Regions from separate parts of the Gossypium hirsutum genome. Here all the other regions are linked to region 2. Evidence: chromatin contacts called from public Hi-C data. All regions are on one chromosome and are shown on one strand. The core of a region is the stretch at or near the end of the contact, and the rest is flanking DNA. Distances in the headings are between cores, read along the strand shown. Region 1 holds the start of LOC107959973 (protein PLASTID REDOX INSENSITIVE 2, chloroplastic). Region 2 has its middle 24 kb from the start of LOC121229763. Region 3 has its middle 94 kb from the start of LOC121229884.

Region 1 (3,520 bases), core at 832-3,331, 370 kb before region 2:
GAGATACTTTAATGCCGCTCGACTCGATGTTGATTCTGCATCCTTTCAAGTCTAAGATACTCAAGGAGGTGAGATTCTTTCGTAAATCAGGTACATACCTGACATCTGAGAGTGTCCTAATCGTCCCATCGTGTGTCCTAATTTTAACAGTACCAATACCAATTACCTTACTAGGTGAATCGTTTCTCATGCACACAACTCCACCTTCAACCGAACTGTATGTGGAGAACCATTCTCTATTGGGACACATGTGGAAAGAACATCCCGAATCTAGGATCCACTCAAACGTGAGCTTAGATTTATCGCTCGTTGATACTAATAAGAAATCATCACCACTTTCATCGGCCAACTTAGCACCAGCTACATCTTCCTCGTTACTCTCAGCAACTCTTTTATTTCGCAGTTTATAACAATCTACTTTAATATGACCTATTTACAATAGCGACACCTTTTGTCTTATTTCTTTGATGCTACCAAGACGGAAGCTTGCTTGTCTGTCTTGCTATCCAAACCAAACTAATTGTCGAGTTTGTCTCTATTCAACAAATGACCCTTCACATCTTCGAACGAGAGTTTGTCTCTACCATAAATCAAGGTCTCCTTGAAAGACTTATATGAAGGGGGTAAAGAGCACAATAATAGCATAGCCTAATCTTCATCGTCAATATAAACCTCAATATTCTTTAAATCATTTTAAAAAGTAATGAATTAACTAATGTGATCTCTAAGAAGTTCACATTCGTTCATGCGAAACGTAAATAAACGTTGTTTCAACACTAATTGGTTAGCTAGAGACTTAGTCACATAAAGAGTTTCTAACCTTTTCCACAAGGTGGATGAGGTCTTCTCCACCAATACCTCCTACAATACCGTATTCACAAGGCACAACTAGATTGCAGAAAGGCCTTTTCATCAAGCTCTTCCCATTCAGTTTGATTTAAATTCTCAGGCTTTTTTTTCCAGTAACAACCTTTTTCAAGTCGGTTTGAACTAGAATTGCCATCATCTGAACTTGCCATAAATTGAAATTTGTCTCACCATCAAACTTCTCAATTTCAAACCTTGTTGCTGCCATCTCTGAACAGGCTGATCTATGAAAATTGAACTAGCTCTGATACCACTTGTTAGGATCGACCCGATTAAGCAACAAGTAAAAAAAATAGCTGAATAAATTGATAAATTGAACATACAAATTTAACGTAGAAAAACCCCTCCAAAGAGGATAAAAAACCACGGGCAAAGATAATTTTATTATAATGGCAAAAGAACGAAGAGTATAAAAGATGGAAATAAAAACTAAACCCTGAAAACCTGAAAACAAAGAACCCTCCAAACGTAAGCACAAAATTCTCTAAATGTGTTATGAGTTCTAATATCTAATGGGTGTATTTTCTAATATTGTAAAAGAGCCTATTTATAGGCTAAATTCATAGGTCAAATAATAATAAAATAATCTAAACTAATCAGTGTTTGATTAAAACAAATAAACAAAGTTTAACTAAAAGAATATTTTTCAAATTTGACTGAAATAAGAGTTATACTTAACATTCAATAATTCATTAATAAGGAAGTTTACCTTTAAATTGGGAAGCTATTAATCGTGAATATTTGACGGTCAAATTTTGAAATTAGAATTTGTATTTTGTAACGTGGATTTAGTATTTGTATTTTAATTTGATTTTTTTTTGAATTGGTTAATCTTAGTCTTAACCAAACTATAGCAGTTAAGTTTGTTTAGTTAAATTTTACTATTAGTATTATATTATGCGTAAAGTTATAGATTTAGTTTGTATTCTTTTTAGTTGAATCAATCTTAGTTGATATGTTTTTCGAATTTCAAAATTTCAGTCTTAATACAAATGACAATTATAATTTATTAATTGGTTTTTTCTGAGTAATATGGAAATAGTAAGTTGATATGACATTACACATATGATAATATATTTGAGGCATCAAATTTTGAAAATAGTATAACTTAATGAATTTAATAGTCACCATTTGGTTAAGACTAAAATTTTAAAATTCTAAAAGTAGAGGGATCGAAAATGACTAAATTAAAATATAAAGACTAAATTAAAATATAAGGGCTAAATCCACAACTTATGCATAATACAGATACTAATACTAAAATTTAACCATGAAAAAAACCAATATTGATTTAAAATACATAATATGAAATAATCAAGGACTACACTTGTAATACATCTAGAAAAAGAAAATTGAACTAAGAGGCCCGATACCAACCCTAGCACCCAAATTAACAATCAGTCACAGGCCCAAAAAAATCCAAAATTAAAAGTTCAACTCCATCCATTACAATCTATCACCCGAAAATGGCGTCTTCTTCGTGTTCGTTGGTCTCTATTCCCCCATCCTTAACTCCCGCCAAAATTCCAACCTCCACCATTCTTATCCTGCGAAACGCCGGCCTTATACTAAACCCGCCTTCTCCTCCTCTCTCTTTTCCAACCCTCTCTTCAAAACCCATCTCCGTAAAACCGTTCCTTAGCGTTCTCAGATCCTCGCATTCCCAAAAATACGTTTACCATGACCCTATCCCTAAGTTTGCTGAAGCCGTAAGTTTATACACTTGTATGTTTAGAAAAACGTATTATGGTTTTAAGCTCCAATGATAGATTTTCTTTTGATTATTTTTGTGGGTATTTGGTATAATAGGAGACCCAGAAGTTTAAAGCTGAGCTTTTCAACAAGTTACCCAAAGACAAAGACAAATTTGGTGATGACCTTGATTCTGTCATTGTCGTTTGCGTTGAGGTACTTTCCCTTTTTCTTTTTTCTTTTCTAGCAACGGCTAATTTCGATTAATTGTTAATATATTATGAATGGTTTTTGTTGAATTCAATGAGAGTTAAAGCATCACCTTCCAGCTCTATCCTTTATAAGCCCGACTCTTTTGCGTACACGAAAGCCCTGTAGCCAGCCGTTGCTTCCACCTTCGCTGTTTTTGTTACATGTTGCATATTCTTCACCGAACCTGCCAAAACTTGACATTGATAGTCTCGAACAATTATACTCAACACCACCTGTTCGACTGTTTGTTTGAACGGCTCCATCAAATTTAGTTTTGACTCTTCCCTCACTTGGCGGCTTCCAGCCCATGTTATTGCTATTCTGCTCCCTGATGCATTCTGATTGGTATTATGGTATCCCTCTTTGTATTTTCTGATAAAACTGCTGGTAGTTAGATTGGATTGACGGCCCTCGTGTAGCTTTGCGTTCCTAGTTCCAAAATCGCCCATGCTGTTATCATCCTCCATACTTCGATGACTTACTTGAAAGAATGTACCACTGAACAGAATTTTTTATTTTATTGGAGCCTTGTTTCATTCTCAAGAGTCAATACCCACGATTCATGGACGGAGTATCAAGTATGGTGGCTTAGTATTAATACATAATAAGATGGTTTCAGGTGTCAAAATTCATTCTTAGAAGACTTCAACAAACCCTAAGATGATCTTAGGATCTTGGAATGAGATAGGCCTACATGGTCTTTTGTATC
Region 2 (3,684 bases), core at 558-3,057:
GAACTCATTAAAACACACTACATGGTGGGGTTTTTTTTTTATCCATGTCAACGATGGTATGACATCCACTTAGATTAAAATATTAAATAATATGTATAAATTCTAAAATAAAATTTTTAAAAATTTTAAAAAATAAAAAATTAATTTAAAATAGTATATGACTTCTAAAAATTCTAAATTATAAAAAATATATTAAAAAGAAAGTAAAAAAATAAAAATATGTATAAATTCTAGAAAAATATAATAAATAAAAAAACATTTTTTTAAGAACTCAAAAAAAAAAGACCATCAATGATTGATCAACATTTAATTTGATTTTGTTTAATTTTAAATGATTTAAAATTTGTTGCCTTCTTCAAAAAAAAAAATCGAAATGTCATGTCTTGGTTTGCATGAATAAAATGTTATGTAGCTCATTTTGATATGTTAAATGTATTCAACCATTTTTTTAGCAACGTTGTTCCAAAGACTTTTAAGATAAAAAAAACTGATAAAAAAATAGATAGTAAAATAAGAAAAATGCTTTAAAGTAACACGTACCCTGGCTTCTAAAAATGGTCTAATTCATTTGAGAAAAATGCTCTAATTTTTTTGTTCAAATTCAAGAACAAATCACGAGTAAATCCTTTTTTTAATGCAAAAACGTGACATTCAGAATTCAAAAACTTTGCCAACTTGTTATGTGGGGCCATTTCTATTTTCCCCAAGGCTTCATCTCTATTATTTCTAATAAAAATAACATAAATGTTGTATCTTATCACCAAGGCTCATGAAATTAACTACTTTTGTTATGGAGAACTAGCCTATGGAAGGACTTGTCCGATTAAAGATCCTCCCATACTTTCTCGTTAGCTATTGATAAATCAGCATTGATTCCTAATAGATTTCAGTAACGAATTTTATCAAAAGTCCAATTAAATATTTTTTTTATCATATCTTTGAAAAGTCTTTTATTACCCACTTCAAGTGCAATCGAGTCAGTGCGTAAAAGTTTTTTTTCCATAATTTTAAGTTACGACAACTCCTATAAAACCCTAAAACAGCTCATGCTAAGCTCCTCTTCCAAAAAGACTTCTTCCTCCTCTTACTATAAAAAGATATCCCTCTAATCTCCATTAAAACTCTTCCCCACTTAAGTTATTGTCAACATTGATTTTTCAATGATTTTAGACATTAATTTTTCAATGTAAACTAGGACTCAATTTTGTATCGACATTAAAAAAATAATGAAAATAAAATATAAAAATAACATAAAAATCTAATAAACTTTTGTTCAATTGACAAAAACAGATATTTTAAGTTTTTGAGTATTTAAATTTAATATTCACCATCCACAATTAAAATATGTGGCTATTTAAGTTCCATTATGAATTATTGAATTTTAATTCGGTTAATTAATTTGTAATTTAGATATTTGTGATTTATAATTTATACTACAATAGTATGAGTTTTTTTAATTAAAAACTAAGGTTTTATTCTATAAGCTATTTATATTTTAATAGTTCTACTTGCACTTTAATTATAATGTAGTTATAAACTTGAAAGAAAAAAGGAAATTAGCATATACGTAAATGATTTAAAAACTGGGTTTGTAATATATAAATTGAAATAATTAGAAAAATATGATATAGGAATACAAGAATTATATAAGTCTCGTCTCATCATGAATCTACCCCTCGAGCCTAGCTGGACAGCACCCATGTGATCAAAACCATCCCAAAAGAAAGGCAGACGGAGGGTTATCTTTAGCCATTGGATTAGCGATGACGCGGCCTAGAAGAGACACACGTCAAACCCACGACTTTTTTGTGGTTCGAGGATTACTAGGACAGATGTATTTTTGGATGGTGGTGTTTGGGCTTAGGCGAGTGAAGGACCTGTCAGACACGTGAGTAGGCCACTTTAAAGGTAAGCATTTATTAGGCCCTACCACAAAGCCCACATACATAAAACGACAAAACATCCAAGGCGTGCAATCAAAACTAGAAATGAGAACAGAAAATGCAACATATCTTATCGTTGTTGACTGAGTTAATAATATATATCTAGTGATATTGTTTAAGTTGCTCAATCATCTAAAAGATCTAATTATTTTATAAAAGCAATGTTAAAATATAGAAAATCCTTTAAATTTTATCATTATACTTAGATTTTCTTTACAATTAAAAATCTTCTTGATTCTTTCAATTAGCTCCTTATTTGTGTTAAGAATTTATTTATGTTTATTAGAGTACAATTAAAATTTTAAAATTTATTCAAATTGGTAAAACTATCTTGTTAAATAGGCATAAGCTGGAACTTATATAATATATTTCATTTTCATGAGCATGGATTAAGTGAGCAATTATCATGCCACACATTGTAGTTTATAAAGTTGTTTTTATATAATATTAGGGGTAGGGGATGGGGGTAACATGATTTGAACCCTTGTCAAATGAGTGTTTGATAAGAGTTTTAATCATCACTCCATTCAAATCAAGACTTGTGGTTTATAAAGTTATTTTTTTAATATTTTTAAATTTTAATATATATTTATGATAGGTTAAAATTTACTATTAATCCTTATACTTTACAAAAGTTGTAGATTTAATCATTGTACTCTAATTTGTTCTTTTTTAGTCATTATACCTTTCAAATTTTAAAATTTCAATCACCATCAAATAATAATTGTTAATACATTAAGTTAAGTTATGCTATTGCTGAAATCTGATATAACAAATATATTATTATATGTGTAATCTTGTACCAGCTTGTTATTTCTACATATTACCCACTAAAAATCTAATTAATGGATCAACGACTATCATTTATGTCAATATTAAAATTTCAAAATTCTAAAAGTACATGGACTTAGAATGATACAATTGGAAAATATAAACTAAATCTAGAATTATGTGCAAAGTACAAGATTAACAATTGAAATTAATCAAATAGATTTAACTGCTATTGATTAGGTTAGGACTAAAATTTCAAAATTTGAAAAGTAGGAGGACTAAAATTGACCAATTTAAAAAGTAAAAAGACTAAAATTGATTAAATTAAAGTATAAAGACTAAATCTTTAACTTTTGTAAAGTATAGGGACTTAGTAGCAGAATTTAACCTTAATGATATAATATCATATGATAGGAACATCAAGGCTCGGGTCACATGGCCAGTTCTAAAACTCTTTGCATCATTTAATGCCCCCTCTCACTTCTCATATCCTCTTTATATATAAAACTTGTATTAGTTCCTCAACCCAAAAAACACAAGGCGGTTCCTTTTGTTATCTCTCTTTTTAATTTTTTTTTTCAATTTCATTTCTTCTTATTTTGTAGTTAGAAATTTAGTCACATTTGTTAATTTCTTTCATTTTGTTATGAAACGTATGGAGTTAAGGAGGTGCAAAGAGTTTTCTAGGATGAAATGGAGGAGGAGGAGAAGGTGGACAGGTGACAGCGGTAGCCGTGGCAATAGATCAGTTCGAACAAAGGTGAAGAAGTTGCAAAGGCTAATTCCGGGAGCAAAAGGGTTGAAGCCGGACCGGCTGTTTCTAAGGACAGCTGATTATATATTGCAGTTGAGATTACAAGTTAATATATTGCAAGCTCTTTCCAAAATTTATGGATCCTCACATTAATGTTTATGGTATTTTATGTATATTTTGATACAAAACTTACATGGCATAAGATGCCATACAAAA
Region 3 (3,771 bases), core at 648-3,147, 480 kb after region 2:
TTTGTGAATAATCATCCAAACATTCCAAGTTATTGTCTAAAAAAAAATTTTAAAGTTTAAAAAATGAACTTAAATGTCTTAAACTTAAAAATTCTAAAATTAAAATTAAAGTTAAATTGAACTTAAAATACTATGATAACTTAAAATTCTAAAACTAGAAAAAAATTTAATACCTATAATTAACCAACGAAATTAAAACTATGAATTTTGGAAATCTAACAAAATCCAACATCTAAATTCTAAAAATTAAATCCAATAAATCTTCATAATCTAATTTCTAAATTAACATCTAATGAAATCTATGAAAACTTAAAATCTAAATTCTACAACTTAAAAATGAAACAAATCCAGCTCTAAACTAAAATCTAATTAAATTTATTAAAACTTAAAATCTAAATTCTAGAGCTAAAAATGAAACAAATCCAACTCTAAATTTAAAATATGAGAATTTCAAAATTCAAAAACTCTAAAATAGGATGTAATTGAACCTAAACATCTAAAATCTAAAGTTAAATAAATCTAGAGAAGATCTAAATTTTTTACCAAACTTAAATTAAATCTAAGGATATTGAAAAATAATTAGACTATAGATATGATAAGACAATTTTGCAATTTTTTTGTTGTAATGATAGTTAGAATGAAAATAATAGAGCTAAAGAAAAATAAGAGTGTAAAAGAACACAATTAACCTTATGTTTGTGAAGCCTCCCTTAGATCTTTTGTTCAATTACCAAATGAAACAAGAATACACTTCTTCCCTATCAGTTAAAGCTCACAACTTCTTCACCAAGAATGTCTATGCAACCCCGATAAAGAATTAACAATCCTACAACCCAAAATGGTCACTCAGCAGTGCTTGAGCTAAGTGTTACATCCACCTTAGTCAGCTAAGCAAACAATCGAACAAGAAAATAAACAAACAAGTTGAATGAAACACAAGTTCAACACAGCTTCAATAGAAATAAACTCTTAAAACTTGATCATTCTCAAAAGACTACGTCGTTTTATAAGCTTGGGAAATAGAAAAATATTTTCCTTTAAAACAATTGATAAGTGATTGGGAAGCTCCTTGAGTAAAGCTAATAGTTATCCCTAAAAATTAGCACCTTAAGCATAAAAAAAAAAGACTACCATGCTGATCAAATCACTTCAAGAAAATTAATTGAGAGACTAAAGCCTCTTAGTCGACCCATGCTACTATTTTGTCAAACATACCATAATCAAATGGATCACACTCAGTCTAATCAAAACATGTATGGGGCCCAAAACAATGGCCCAAGCATAGAAACAAAATTGTTATAACAATACATGGAACGAATGAACAACAACTTATAAATATTAATCTAAAATTCTAAATGAATTAAATCTAAAATAAATAAATCTAAATTTTAAAATAAGAATTTCATTAAAAAAATTACTAAAATTCTTAGAATATTTTCAAAAAGTAATAAGAACAGTAAACAGAAGCACAAAATGATAACAAGAAAATAGCAAAAAAAAAGAAAAGAAAAGATTATGCCAAAATAAAATTAATGCACTAATGATCACAATTATTCAACTAAAATACATAATAAAAATATTCAATTAAAATAAATTTAAATATTCCAAATAAAGAGAATCAAATTTTATTATTTACCAAACAATCATTCCTTTTAAAAAGAAAATTCTAGAAATTTAAAAATCAGATTAAATAAAAAGCAAAAATAAATTCAAAAAATATTAGAAATAAAAAGGTTTAATTTTAAAAATTAAAAAATGTAAAAGAGGGACTTGACTGGAAATTTTCTTGGTTTGAATAAAATTAAAAATCCAAAGACTAATCCTACAATTGTGCAAGGCGCAGGTCCCAAGAAATAAAAACATAAGCACGGGGGACCTCCTGTGCAATTTATAAAGGCGAAAGGCCTAAAATATAATTTAAAAACACGGAGGACTGGGTTGCAAATTTCTCTTTCCCACTACTATTTATTCCTGAAACTCAAATGTACTTTGTTATTTTTTTCTTTCAATTTTCAAATAACACTCTTTGTTTTTTCTCTCAGCTTTGTTTAAATTTGTTTTATGGCTCTACTATTGAAGAACCCAAGGATCTTTGATTTCCAACGTCAGAGCACCACACGCGGTGGCTGAAAACTGCAGAGAAAAAGATTTCTTTTTCTTTCTAACAAACTTTAAAGAAAAAAAAATCAAAAGGAACAAATAACCAAAAATTTCTTCTTTTTTCAAAACTGTTTCAAAAATAAATTTTTTCTTCACTTTTCGTTATTTTAGGTCTGAAAATTCACACCTTTTATTTTGTGGATCTGGTAAGGGTGGTTGTTCCTCATGGCTAGAGTTTTGAAACTCAGGATGTCGCCTCCTTGGAACCACCCTTCACCTTTTTTCTTCTTCAAAAATTGAGAAGGAAAGAAAAATCTTTTATTCATGTATCAAAAGAGCAAAAAAAAAAACGTGAAGACTGTCTTTGGAAAACCCTTTCCCTTTTTTCTTGTATCTTGATTTTCTTATTTATTTAGGATTCTGTTTTTTATTGTTTGCAGATTCATCGTTATACTTTTTTCCAAATTATCATTAATCACAAAATCGTTTCATATGCTGTTTATTGTCAACTGTAATTGGTTACCAACTTTTTCTTTGTATTCAGACTCGTGTTAGAAAAAAAAAAAGAAAAAGGGTTTTAAAAACCCTAACCCGAAAATTGGATACAGAAATGGGCTTTCGGGCTTGGACTTAACTTGGGTCAAGACTCAATTCCGGACTTCAAAAAGGACCTAAACAACTTGTGCTTGAAAATATTTAAATTGGGCTTGAGTTGGACTTGGACTTTAAAATGAATTTGGGCTTCAGACTAGACTTGGACTTTAAACTTAACTTGAATTGGACCTAACTTAAGTTTTAGTAAATACCAAAAGGTGGGCCTTAGTATTGGACTTTCAAAGAAAAACCAAATTTCAATATTATTTTATTTTATAAAAATAATTACCTGAAATAGAAATTTTTTATTTAACTTTTTTTTGTCTAATTTTCCCTTTTCCAAAAACAAGAATCGAAATGTGGATATCCAAATATCTACCCTTTTATGCCAAAAATTCAAAAATTAAATTAAGTTAAAAATGATTTAAAATTTTAAAATTAAATAAAAAAATAACTTATTTTAATTAAAAACCTTTAGAATTTGTGAGAGGAATTCAATACGGTCCTTAGTAAATTTTAAAAAATTCAATTCCAATTTCAAAATTAAATTAATATTAACATAAATTTAAAAGAAAAATAACTATGCTTAGGAAAAAGAAACTTGCAGCCCTCTAATTATTTCGAATCTCAAATCAAGATCGTAGATCCTAGGCAAATTAGGTGTCTACAACTGCCCTTCTTTCAGTGTTGCTTGTGTAACAAGGAATATGCAAAGATATAGACATCTTTGTTTGACAAAAATAAAGAAAACCAAATGACTAAAGTTTTAAAACAACTCGGCAAAGAGAAAAGACAAACTTGAAAAACCTCACAACTAGGTTCCTTTAGAGAAACACAAACAAAATTGGTAGCTCTCGAATAAATGACCTAGTGGTTTATTGAATCCTCCACTAAACAGGCTTTTACCATAAAGCGGCAACTATATTTGCTTCTAATTTTCAGACCAATTGACCGCCATTCAACATCAACTCATAGGATTGTAACTTCTTCATAAGTTGTGTAAGCGTCAAGTTTTTGTTGCCAAGGTTATGTGCAGCTTGGAAACCAGTAAAGTCTTTGGACAAACTCTTGAAAACT

The links. Hi-C and Micro-C count contacts between places; a contact is called where the count stands out from the background.
Region 1: a contact with region 2 is called in a Hi-C map of leaf, with 5 times the contacts expected there. The contact joins the promoter of LOC107959973 here to the enhancer-like site in region 2. A contact is called at or near these places in 3 of 34 Hi-C or Micro-C datasets (callus and leaf).
Region 3: a contact with region 2 is called in a Hi-C map of leaf, with 2.3 times the contacts expected there. The contact joins two enhancer-like sites. A contact is called at or near these places in 3 of 34 Hi-C or Micro-C datasets (leaf and petal).

The regions. Positions count from the first base shown.
Region 1 is chrA05:74,813,160-74,816,679 of Gossypium_hirsutum_v2.1, forward strand. LOC107959973 (protein PLASTID REDOX INSENSITIVE 2, chloroplastic) reads left to right here and starts at 2,082. Exons shown (of 4, transcript XM_016896163.2): 1 at 2,082-2,576; 2 at 2,677-2,775. The coding sequence starts at 2,334.
Region 2 is chrA05:75,181,119-75,184,802 of Gossypium_hirsutum_v2.1, forward strand. No RefSeq gene overlaps it. Among protein-coding and RNA genes, the nearest start is that of LOC121229763, 24 kb to the left of the region's middle. Within about 2 kb of position 1,808, at least 4 of the 9 cell types and tissues checked have an H3K27ac peak or open chromatin away from gene starts, as enhancers often do. A contact at or near this core is called in leaf, where this site is marked.
Region 3 is chrA05:75,662,589-75,666,359 of Gossypium_hirsutum_v2.1, forward strand. No RefSeq gene overlaps it. Among protein-coding and RNA genes, the nearest start is that of LOC121229884, 94 kb to the left of the region's middle. Within about 2 kb of position 1,898, at least 8 of the 9 cell types and tissues checked have an H3K27ac peak or open chromatin away from gene starts, as enhancers often do. A contact at or near this core is called in leaf, where this site is marked.